Regions from separate parts of the Mus musculus genome. Here all the other regions are linked to region 2. A link is a contact called in public HiChIP or PLAC-seq and promoter capture Hi-C data. All regions are on one chromosome and are shown on one strand. The core of a region is the stretch at or near the end of the contact, and the rest is flanking DNA. Distances in the headings are between cores, read along the strand shown.

The links. Promoter capture Hi-C pulls out the DNA fragments that hold promoters and counts their contacts. HiChIP or PLAC-seq counts read pairs in DNA pulled down with a chosen protein or histone mark.
Region 1: an H3K27ac HiChIP or PLAC-seq map of embryonic stem cells shows a contact between it and region 2, with 5 times the contacts expected there. The contact joins the enhancer-like site here to the promoter of Tpd52l1 in region 2. A contact is called at or near these places in 7 of 39 promoter capture datasets (the 3T3-L1 cell line, embryonic stem cells, hippocampal neurons and 3 more) and 1 of 115 datasets of contacts at active chromatin or transcription factors (embryonic stem cells).
Region 3: a contact with region 2 is called in a promoter capture Hi-C map of stem cell-derived epiblast-like cells, with 3 times the contacts expected there. The contact joins the enhancer-like site here to the promoter of Tpd52l1 in region 2. A contact is called at or near these places in 6 of 39 promoter capture datasets (the 3T3-L1 cell line, embryonic stem cells, hippocampal neurons and 3 more) and 1 of 115 datasets of contacts at active chromatin or transcription factors (epiblast stem cells).

The regions. Positions count from the first base shown.
Region 1 is chr10:32,638,964-32,642,003 of GRCm38.p6, reverse strand. The region is part of intron 1 of Nkain2 (Na+/K+ transporting ATPase interacting 2); the gene reads left to right. Among named protein-coding and RNA genes, the nearest start is that of Nkain2, 250 kb to the left of the region's middle. Within about 2 kb of position 1,598, at least 5 of the 459 cell types and tissues checked have an H3K27ac peak or open chromatin away from gene starts, as enhancers often do. A contact at or near this core is called in embryonic stem cells, where this site is marked.
Region 2 is chr10:31,444,096-31,447,334 of GRCm38.p6, reverse strand. Tpd52l1 (tumor protein D52-like 1) reads left to right here and starts at 1,377. Exons shown (of 8, transcript NM_001359364.1): 1 at 1,377-1,623. The coding sequence starts at 1,605.
Region 3 is chr10:33,373,991-33,377,254 of GRCm38.p6, reverse strand. The region is part of intron 21 of Trdn (triadin); the gene reads right to left. Among named protein-coding and RNA genes, the nearest start is that of D830005E20Rik, 120 kb to the right of the region's middle. Within about 2 kb of position 1,459, at least 13 of the 459 cell types and tissues checked have an H3K27ac peak or open chromatin away from gene starts, as enhancers often do. A contact at or near this core is called in epiblast stem cells and stem cell-derived epiblast-like cells, where this site is marked.

The DNA.
Region 1 (3,040 bases), core at 349-2,848, 1.2 Mb before region 2:
TGTACATTGCATCAAACTTGTTATGTCTCCTGTTAGAAAGCTTACTGGATGTAGTTTATACACCAAGGTCTCTTGGGTTTTACAATTATTGAATGGCTTCAAAAAAAGGTGCTATAAAAATTAACATATCTGGACAGTAAATTATAGGTCAGCATATCTGCTAAACACTGGTAAGTCAGTACTATATAGGTCTTCACATACTGTAGTATACATGTTTAAAATAAAATTAAGTAGAGGAAAATAAGCAAAATTAATACCTGATAAATTATCTGAGATATACATATATAAGTATAAATTGATATGCTGTATATTTAGTCTCATTTACTATTTTGAACCTAAAGTACCAATTTTAAGGAAGGCATGTTTTAGATCATAATGTACTTTTTAAAGGATATACATTCCCTTTAGACAACAGTCAAATAAATGGAGAAAAGAAGGAAATTCAAATTTCAACTCAGTTATTTCTACAGAATACATAGTTTTAATTGCATTGTTCAAGTAATCTTAAATTATAACCTACTTCTAGGCTAGAGTGTTTCATAGCTTTTTATGTAGAAGATCTAAAATAGGGGGAAGTAACTTTTAGTTTTATACCAAGGTCCTTTGTTGGTATAGTTCCTTTGTCCAAGTCATTAGCACCCTTTTACTCCTCCCCTCTTCTCTCTATAGCTGAAATGAAGAGTTTGACATAATTACTACTTCTTGATACAGTTAATACATCCAGTAAGTGTTGATAATCTGAGATATGCAAGAAGAAACTTAGGTATGTCTTAGGATAAAGTATTGTCACAGTAAATATCCCTCGAACTCTAGAAAAATTCTGACATTACATCACATATGCAGGTGTGTATATAAAAAAACACAAACAAACAAAACCCAGTTACATAAGTAAGATCAGCCCCTTCCCATTCCCAGGCCATCCAAACTTCTTGGCCTAAAAGAATGTAGCTGTCTCTTGTGAGACTATGCCAGGGCCTAGCAAACACAGAAGTGGTTGCTCATGGTCAGCTATTGGATGGATCACAGGGCTCCCAATGGAGGAGCTAGAGAAAGTACCCAAGGAGCTAAAGGGATCTGCAACCCTATAGGTGGAACAACAATATGAACTAACCAGTACCCCGGATCTCTTGACTCTAGCTGCATATGTATCAAAAGATGGCCTAGTTGGCCATCAATGGAAAGAGAGGCCCATTGGACACGTAAACTTTATATGCCCCAGTACAGGGGAATGCCAGGGCCAAAAAGGGGGAGTGGGAAGGTGGGGGGAGCAGGAGGGTATGGGGGACTTTTGGGATAGCATTGGAAATGTAAATGAGGAAAATACCTAATAAAAAATATAAAAAAAAAGAAAAGAAAGAAAAGAATACATTTTAACCTGGTAATTTTCCTCTTTAAAAGACAGATACTTAAAATAGAACATTTAGAGGCAGGATTTTCCCCTGAAATTTACATCTGACTGGTCTTGTACTGTTCTGTTATTATTTAAAATGCAGAAGTTTACAGATCAATAGTACCGCATTGCTTTATTTCAGGATGTGGGTTTTGGCTCTTGCAGGATTTTTACATATGATAATTTACCTGTGACTTTCCTCTTTAGGAAAAGAAATCAGTGAAGTAGCATTGGTTAGCAGCCCCGGGCCCACAGGCTCACAGTGATGCAAAGTACTTTACTTATTGTTGGCTTTCCTGCCTGTCTTATAAAATGCTGAGTCAAAGAAAAGCGAGCAGGTATCTCTGTGTTAGTAATGGTACAAAGAATGCAAAGGCAAATGATGCACACAAAAAATATATATAATATAAAATAAAATTATCAAAATAAAAGATAAAATAAAAGTATCAAAAATTACTGAAACAATTAGACACAAGAATACAGGAAAACCTTGTTATCTGGTTCTATTAATTGAGAAGAATTTTTTTTTTTTTACATTCATGGAGACAAGGTTGCTTTATTTTTATGAAAAACAAGTTCAAAAACACTTCAAAGGAATCAAAGGTATCTAAACTAAACATTTTATGCAGCAACTGTGTGCAGTCTAGCAGTGATATACATACTCCTGCATCCCATAGAACTCTCACCTTTATTCATGAGAAAGGCTTATTAAGGAGATATTACATATATATGCTTCTTTGCTAGCTAAGTAGTAGAAATTAAGATTTTCATGTAATACATATATTGCAGAACATGCAACTCAACTCTGTAAAATAGTCTGTATCCTTTATGTAGAGTTAAATGTGCTTCACTGAAGCCTTAAACTATCTTGAATGATTATTAAAATATAAATACCTATTATCTGTATTTCTATAATTTTGCTCACCTCTTATCAGTTACCATATTTAGGGACTTTAAAAAAAAAACTAAACGAATATTTAAGTAGTTTAGTAGATTGCTTTAAGTGACTGCTTAGAGCTCTTGGACTTCAACTGTATCTCACCATTATAAAAATGTGCTCTTTTAAGAAGTATCCAAATCAGAAAATTCTAAGAATTGGTTAACAAAGGTTAAAACATAACTGGAGCATGGAAAGGGAGGAACTGATGAGCAGATTGCTGATAAGTAACCTCTGTGCTCACTAAGAGAACAACATCTGACCAAAGGAAAGAAAGGCCTTTGAATTATTAACAGACTATTCTGAGACATTGTTGGCAATTCAGTGGGGTCATGAAGGCTGGCAGGTTGTCATAGTAACAGAGATGATGAGACCAAATGTATAGCCCTCCTACAAAAATGAGTCTAACTGCTGCTTTTCATATTCTAATGGCTGGTCCAGAATTTCTAATAGTAACATTATTGGAGTGGAACATATTTTCTAGTTTAATTACATATACTTCTCTGTAGGCAGAGCCGTTATAAATGTATTTTCTAAATGTATTCTAGAGTATGCTTCTGTAGGAAAGCCTTCCCACAACTGAGGTTTTAAATTTGTATTTGAGAACTCATGGAATGTGTTATTTATTCATATTTCACAATGGTATTACTGACCCATTATTCTGTAGTGATTGACTTCTCTAGTGGCTCTCAAGGTTTGTTAGAGTCAACTGC
Region 2 (3,239 bases), core at 128-2,627:
TAAGATGAAAAGTCAGGAGCTATTTTTAGCTTTTAACAGCTGGGAGTCAACTGTTGTGACTTGGTGTTTAATTTCTAGGATTAAGACGACCAGAAAACCTGAATAGACTCTAAAAGTGATTTCATCATCCAGTAGCCACTTTGTACCTGCCTGGTAACTTTCACTAAAAGTCATTATAGGGTAAATGTCATGAAATTGATTACATACCTATGAGATCTTCAACACAAAACTGAGAAAAACAAACAGACAAACCACCCAACCCAAACCACTGGCATGCTCGTGTGCATGCCACAAAACCACCAGTATTCTTTCTTTCAAGGGAAAGGACACCCATTTTTGTATTTTATCCTGTAACTTTGAGAGTAACTTGGGTGTGGTAAAAATACGACTTTTTGATTGATTAATCACTATCTTTCCTGAGTGTAAATCTACTTGAGGCTCTTTGGCAGAAATTACAGGAGATTTAATATAATAAACACCTTCAATCTCACCAGACTCCCCCATCTATTTTATAGAGAAAGAGAATGACACCCTTTCACGCAAAATTGCAAATTATGTAACACCAAGCATAAGAAAATGCTAGACTGTTTCATGAAGTTTGTGAGACGCTGAGGAAAAGGAAGTACGTAGAGACTGGTGGGGGTGACGTGTGAGCGCCCATTCATACTGTTAGCTTTCCAGTTACACCAGCAGACAAGCCTTGACACAGGACTGAAGTTTTAGTCTTCTCTGAAAAGGACTCCTACACCAATCTAGTGACACAGCCTACAGGCTCGGGATAACAAGACACATGTCCTATTAATGTGTCTTAGGCTCCATGTTCCTTTGTCACTTTTCACTCGGATTTGCTTGTAACACCAAACTCAGTTTTTCTTCTGCCTGTTGGAGTAAACAAAAATCTCAAAATATTGCAGCCCCTACCCCCCACGCCAGCACTGCCCAGTTTCGTTTCAAACTAGATTCATGCCCAACACCCTAAGTGCAATATAGTGTGATGAACTTTATAGAAGAAGTATACACATTACATAACCTTAATAAACTGTGTTTTTGTCCGAGCACTGTATGCTCAATGTTAAATGAGCCAATTACATTAAGTAAGGGTTCTATAAATGGGCATATAACAAAGTTATATAATGGTCAGTTGACAAAAAGAATATGGTACTGGGGCGCCCAGGAACCTAACCTGACTGTCTCCACCAGGACCAATGGCTCAGCATTGTACCCCTGCGCTCCCTACCTCCTTCCTGCCAAGGCATTTGTGTCTTGTGGGCTTCTGGGCTATGGTGTTGGTTGTCTGCGCGTTTGTGTGCTGGAGGGGAAGCCTCCCACTGGGTGCGCAGAGCGGCCGGCAGGTGGCGCCCGACCTGGCGTTCTCGGTTGCGCTGTGTAGCCTAGGTGGATTGGAAGGGGCGGAGGTAACCAGCAGCGGCCAGTGGTGGCCGCCGCCAGTACCCCGCCCCCTCCACGAATGCTCGCGACACGCGCGCCGGGAGAGGGCACGGGCGGCGGGGCTAGCTGTCTTCCGAGCTCGGGAATCGCTACCATCTGCTGCTCTGCGAGGAGTCCGCGTGTTCTCCGCGGTGCTCAGCTCCAAACCGGCCACCATGGAGGCGCAGGCACAAGGTGGGTGGTCGCCGGTCGCCCCCGAGGTCTGGTCCTCAGATGTACAGAGAGACTATTTTCCTTCAGTACCTAACTTTACTCCGGGACAGACAGGGACATCCTACGCAGACGGAACTCTGCGCCTACGCGCGCCTTCGGGATCCTTTGCTTGACTCAGATTTTGCGGTGGGGCTGGGGACCAGGGAAGGGCTGAGGACTGAAAACAGAGTAGCGGGTCTGCAGGGATTGTGTCCTTGTCTGCACTATCCCTTCCAGCAGTCAGTGGGCCATACTTCCTCGTCCTGGAAGGTGTTCAAAGGACCTGTTGTTCAGGCTCCGGATGTCTGCGCTGTTCTTCCCGGGGAGGCGTGGGGAGAGCCGGATCTTCTGGACTCCGGCCTTGGGGCTCACCTCTTGCAGTTCACAAATGCGGGCGGGGGTGACGCGGACCCGAGAGGTGGTGGTTTTGTGGAGACTCAGTGTCCCTGCTATTCGAGGGCTGCAGCGTGGGAGGATTGGCCTTCAAAGGCAAGAGAGCTTCACATTTCCCCCCAACCCCCAACCCCGCCCCCGACATCCAGATTGATAACCCTATCCCAGTTTTTCGTGTTCTTAGAAGAGTCGCTTTCCCACCCCACCCCACCTCACCCCCCACCCCAGCCGCACCCAGTGCCTGCCTTAATTGAGGGTTGGTCACCTGCTCTCCGTGCTCAGGGTGTTCGCTGGAGGAATCCAGAGAACTCTAGGATCATTCAAAATAAGAGTAAAGGGATCTTAGAAAGGATCAGAGATTGCCTTTATTATTATTATTATTATTATTATTATTATTATTATTATTATTATTATACCTAAGTTCACTGTAGCTGACTTCAGACACACCAGAAGAAGGTGTCAGATCTCATTATGGATGGTTGTGAGCCACCATGTGGTTGCTGGGATTTGAACTCAGGACCTTCGGAAGAGCAGTCAGTTTAGAGCAGGCCCTTTACCTGCCGAGCCATCTCATCAGCCCAGAGATGGTCTTATGTGGAGTGAGGGACAGGGAGGACGAAAGCTCTCGGAAATTCACTTTGGAAGCAGCACTCAGAAGGAATGGTTTGCATTAATGCCATCATGACCACCTTTCCTCGCACTGAGGAATTTTGTGGTGCCCTTTTAAATACATAATGCTTTTTTTTTTCTTCAAATGAAGTAAAGAGATTCACGACCTCATGCATTCTAAGGGCAAAAGCAGCTCGAATGAGGGCAGTTTGGGCAGTGTATAGGACTAGAGCCACTCAGTTGGTTTGCTGCCAGGATCACAATAGTCTGAACAGCATGAACCGTACTCCTCTTTGGTCGTATCAGCCAAGGTCCCGCCTGGAAGCTGCAGCTTAATAGGAAAGGAGTGTGCAATTAACTAAGCAGTTCCAGACCCTGGAGTTAGGCTCAACCCCAAAACCCAAAATGGTGAACAAGTCCAGATAGATGTGTGGGCAGTGTGCGGGTCAGTGGATGCAGGGTCACTCAAAGAAGCATTAGGAAGGAGTAAGAGGGATTCTGCAAAAACCCTTCTGGACTAAGAAAAGTTCATTGAGGCAGGCCACATGGTCAAACATGCGTTGGGGGTGAGAGGGAGTCTGTGGAGGATGAGGAGA
Region 3 (3,264 bases), core at 210-2,709, 1.9 Mb before region 2:
ATCTTAAACAATGAGCACTTTCAGTTTGTATAGAGCAATCTATAAACTTGGCAACATTCTGAGTTTGGGGGATTCATGTTGAGACTCTTTGGCCAACAACTTAATTAGATGTAACCCAATCCCAGTACTGGAAGTTTCATTTGGTGACAAGAAATGTCCAGTTGAGAATCATTCTCCTCCATTATTTGGTGATCGCATTTATATTTGCTTCATGTGTATATATTTTAGAAAGCTTCTAATGAATTAAGCCTCCACACTACCCCTCAATAGATACCTTTTAGCTGTCTCTCCCTGTATTCCATACAACTCATATCCTCCCCATTTGATCCTCCTAGTCTAGTCTCCGTTCATCCATAATTATCTGTTTTATTTTCCTATCTGTTCCCTTTACTTTCTTTCTCTATATCTATCCTGTTATTCTACAGATTGTAGATTGAATATTATTAAATTGGCAGCCATTATCTTCACATAAGTGAATGCATATGACATTCATCTTTTCGAGTCTGGTATACCTCACTCTGGAAGTTTTCCATCTGGTTCCATCCATTTGCCTACAGATTTCATGATGTAATTTTTTTAGCAATACTCAATTGTGCAAATATATTATTTTTTTATTCATTCCTCTGTTGAGTGACATCTAGCTTATTTGCAAATTCTGGTTATTGTGAATAGAGCAGCAATCAACATGGTTGTACAAGTGTCTCTATGGTAGGATGAAGCAGCTACCACAAGAGTCGTATAGGTGAATCTTGAGGTAGATTAATTCCCATCTTTCTGAGGAATCACCATACTAATTTTCATAGTGGGTGTGGTGTACAACTTTGCACTCCCACCAGCAAAGGATGAGTGTTCCTCTTATACCACATTCTATCCAGAATGAGCTGTCACTGTTTTTTGTTAATTTTAGCCATTCTCATTATGTGAGATGAATATTCAAAGTGCTTTTGATTTGCTTTTCCCTGAGAAAATAGAAGTTGACCATTGTTTTACTCTTTTTTTAATTAGATGTTTTGCTACATCCACTCCAGTGAAGTCTGTTTGACAGGTCGAGAGGCCTGGAAGCACTCACCAGGCAAAGAGTTTCAAGGAAACTCAACCTCCTGGAACCTTGGCATTCTCATAACCCATATACTCATACCCTATCCCCACGTTACTCTGGTATATGGATCCACATGCTCTCTTTCAGTATTGTTTTATTATAAATGCCTTCAAAGAAAGAATTCTGACATAGGTAAGGGTCCACCAGTGTTCAATGTACTAGAAAATCCTTGAAGCTCATGAGCTTGGAATTCAGTAGGAATTCAGTAAGAATGTTGCCTATTCAGTAACATTCAAATTTACTTCTAGTAGAGACAGTGAAACTAATTAGGCATTACAAAGAACTGAGCTAGAATATCTCAGGGCTAGTCTGCAGAGTGAGTACTTAGGACAGTAGCCAGTCTCACCCAAACAAAGGAATACACAATGGCCTAGTGAATGGGTAGGTTTACCATAAAAGAGTTAGGGAATCCCCCTGGGACAGATTTCTTCCCTAGGCCCAAAGAAACAGCATAAATCAGGCATTTACTAAGAACCCCTGGTGGTGGGCTTAACAATAGACTAGCATTTACTTAGTGGTAAATAGGACCTGGCCCCAGCCATCTTTTGATGTTTACATTCCTTTTGTATTGTGTCACTGTAACTCAGCTGATGAGTCTCTCCTTGTTTCTTGTTACTCTTCTGTATAAAAAATTTGATGCTCGATTTGAAAAATTACACTCAAATTCAACACGTTCTCTCATGTAGTATTTGGTTGTCATTCGCTGATTCCTTGCCCACCTGAAACTAGAGACCCGTTCCATGAAGATAGGAGACCCAAAAAAGGGGTAAGTCTCCAGCAATGTTTCTTGGTTTACATTTTAAATGCTATCCCCTTTCTTAGTTTCCTCTCTGAAATTCCCCTATACCCTCCCCCCTCCCCTGCTCCCCACCCACCCACTCCCACTGGCTGGCATTATCCTATACTGGGGCATGGAATCTTCACAAGACCATTTTAAAAAGTGTTTCTTAGATATTTTAAGTTTCCTCTATTGAGAATTTTGTTTAGAGTTGTTCTTCATTTTATAATAGGGCTACTTTCTTTAAATGTAGCTTCTTGTGTGCTTTATATGTTTTGGATGTTACCTACTATCAGATGTGTATTTGGTGAAAATCATTTTCCATTTTCTAGACTGCTGCTTTGTCCAATTGATACATCCTTTGCCATGTGGATTCTTCTAAGTTTCACGAGGTCTATTTAATAATTGATTATCTTAGTATCTATGCAAACCTATTCTGCTAAAAAAATTTAAAAAAAAAAGTTCTGTTCTTCTGTGCCAGTGAGCTCAAAGCTTGTTCCCATTTTTTTCATCTATTAGATTGAGTGTATATGGATTTATGTCTTTTATCCATTTAGAGTTCATTTATATGCAACCATCCAGGTTGGCCATCATTATTCATTGAATATACTCCTTCCTTCCAGAATGTATATGGCCTTCATATGAAAAATGAGGTGTCCATTGGTATATGGATTTCCATCTGGGTCTTGCATTCAGTTCCACTTATCAGTGTGTCTGATTTCCTGCTATTACACCTTTTTTAAAGCATGCTTTTTAGTGTAATTTGAAATTAGAGATGGTAATGCCTCCCATAGTTCTTTTATTATTCAGTATTGTTTTAGGTATATGGGGTTTTTGTGTTTTCATGTGAACCTAAAAATTTCCATGATTTGTGAAAATTTTGTTAGAATTTTAATAAGAATTTCAATGAAACTGTAGATTGCTTCTGGTATGATGACAATTTGAGGACTTGAGATCCTTCTATCTGCAGATATCTTCTTTCATTTATTTCACAGAGACTTGAAGTGTTTTCATCATACAAGTCTTTTACTTGTTTGTTTAGAGATACTCCCAAGAAACTTTATATTATTCAAGGCTATTGTGAAAGGTGTTATTTCCCTGATTTTCTTTTTTTGTTTGTTTTGGGTTTTTTTGTTTTTTTGGTTTTTTTTTTGTTTGTTTTTGTTTTGCTTTGTTTTGGTTTTTTTCGAGACAGGGTTTCTCTGTATAGCCCTGGCTGTCCTGGAACTCATTCTGTAGACCAGCCTGACCTTGAACTCAGAAATCTGCCTGCCTCTGCCTCCTAAGACACCTGGCTTCCCCCCACCCCCCGATTTTCGTTTGAGAATGTTTGTCATTTGTATATAGGAGGGCTACTGATATTTATTAGTTTGTTTTGTATCCAGAA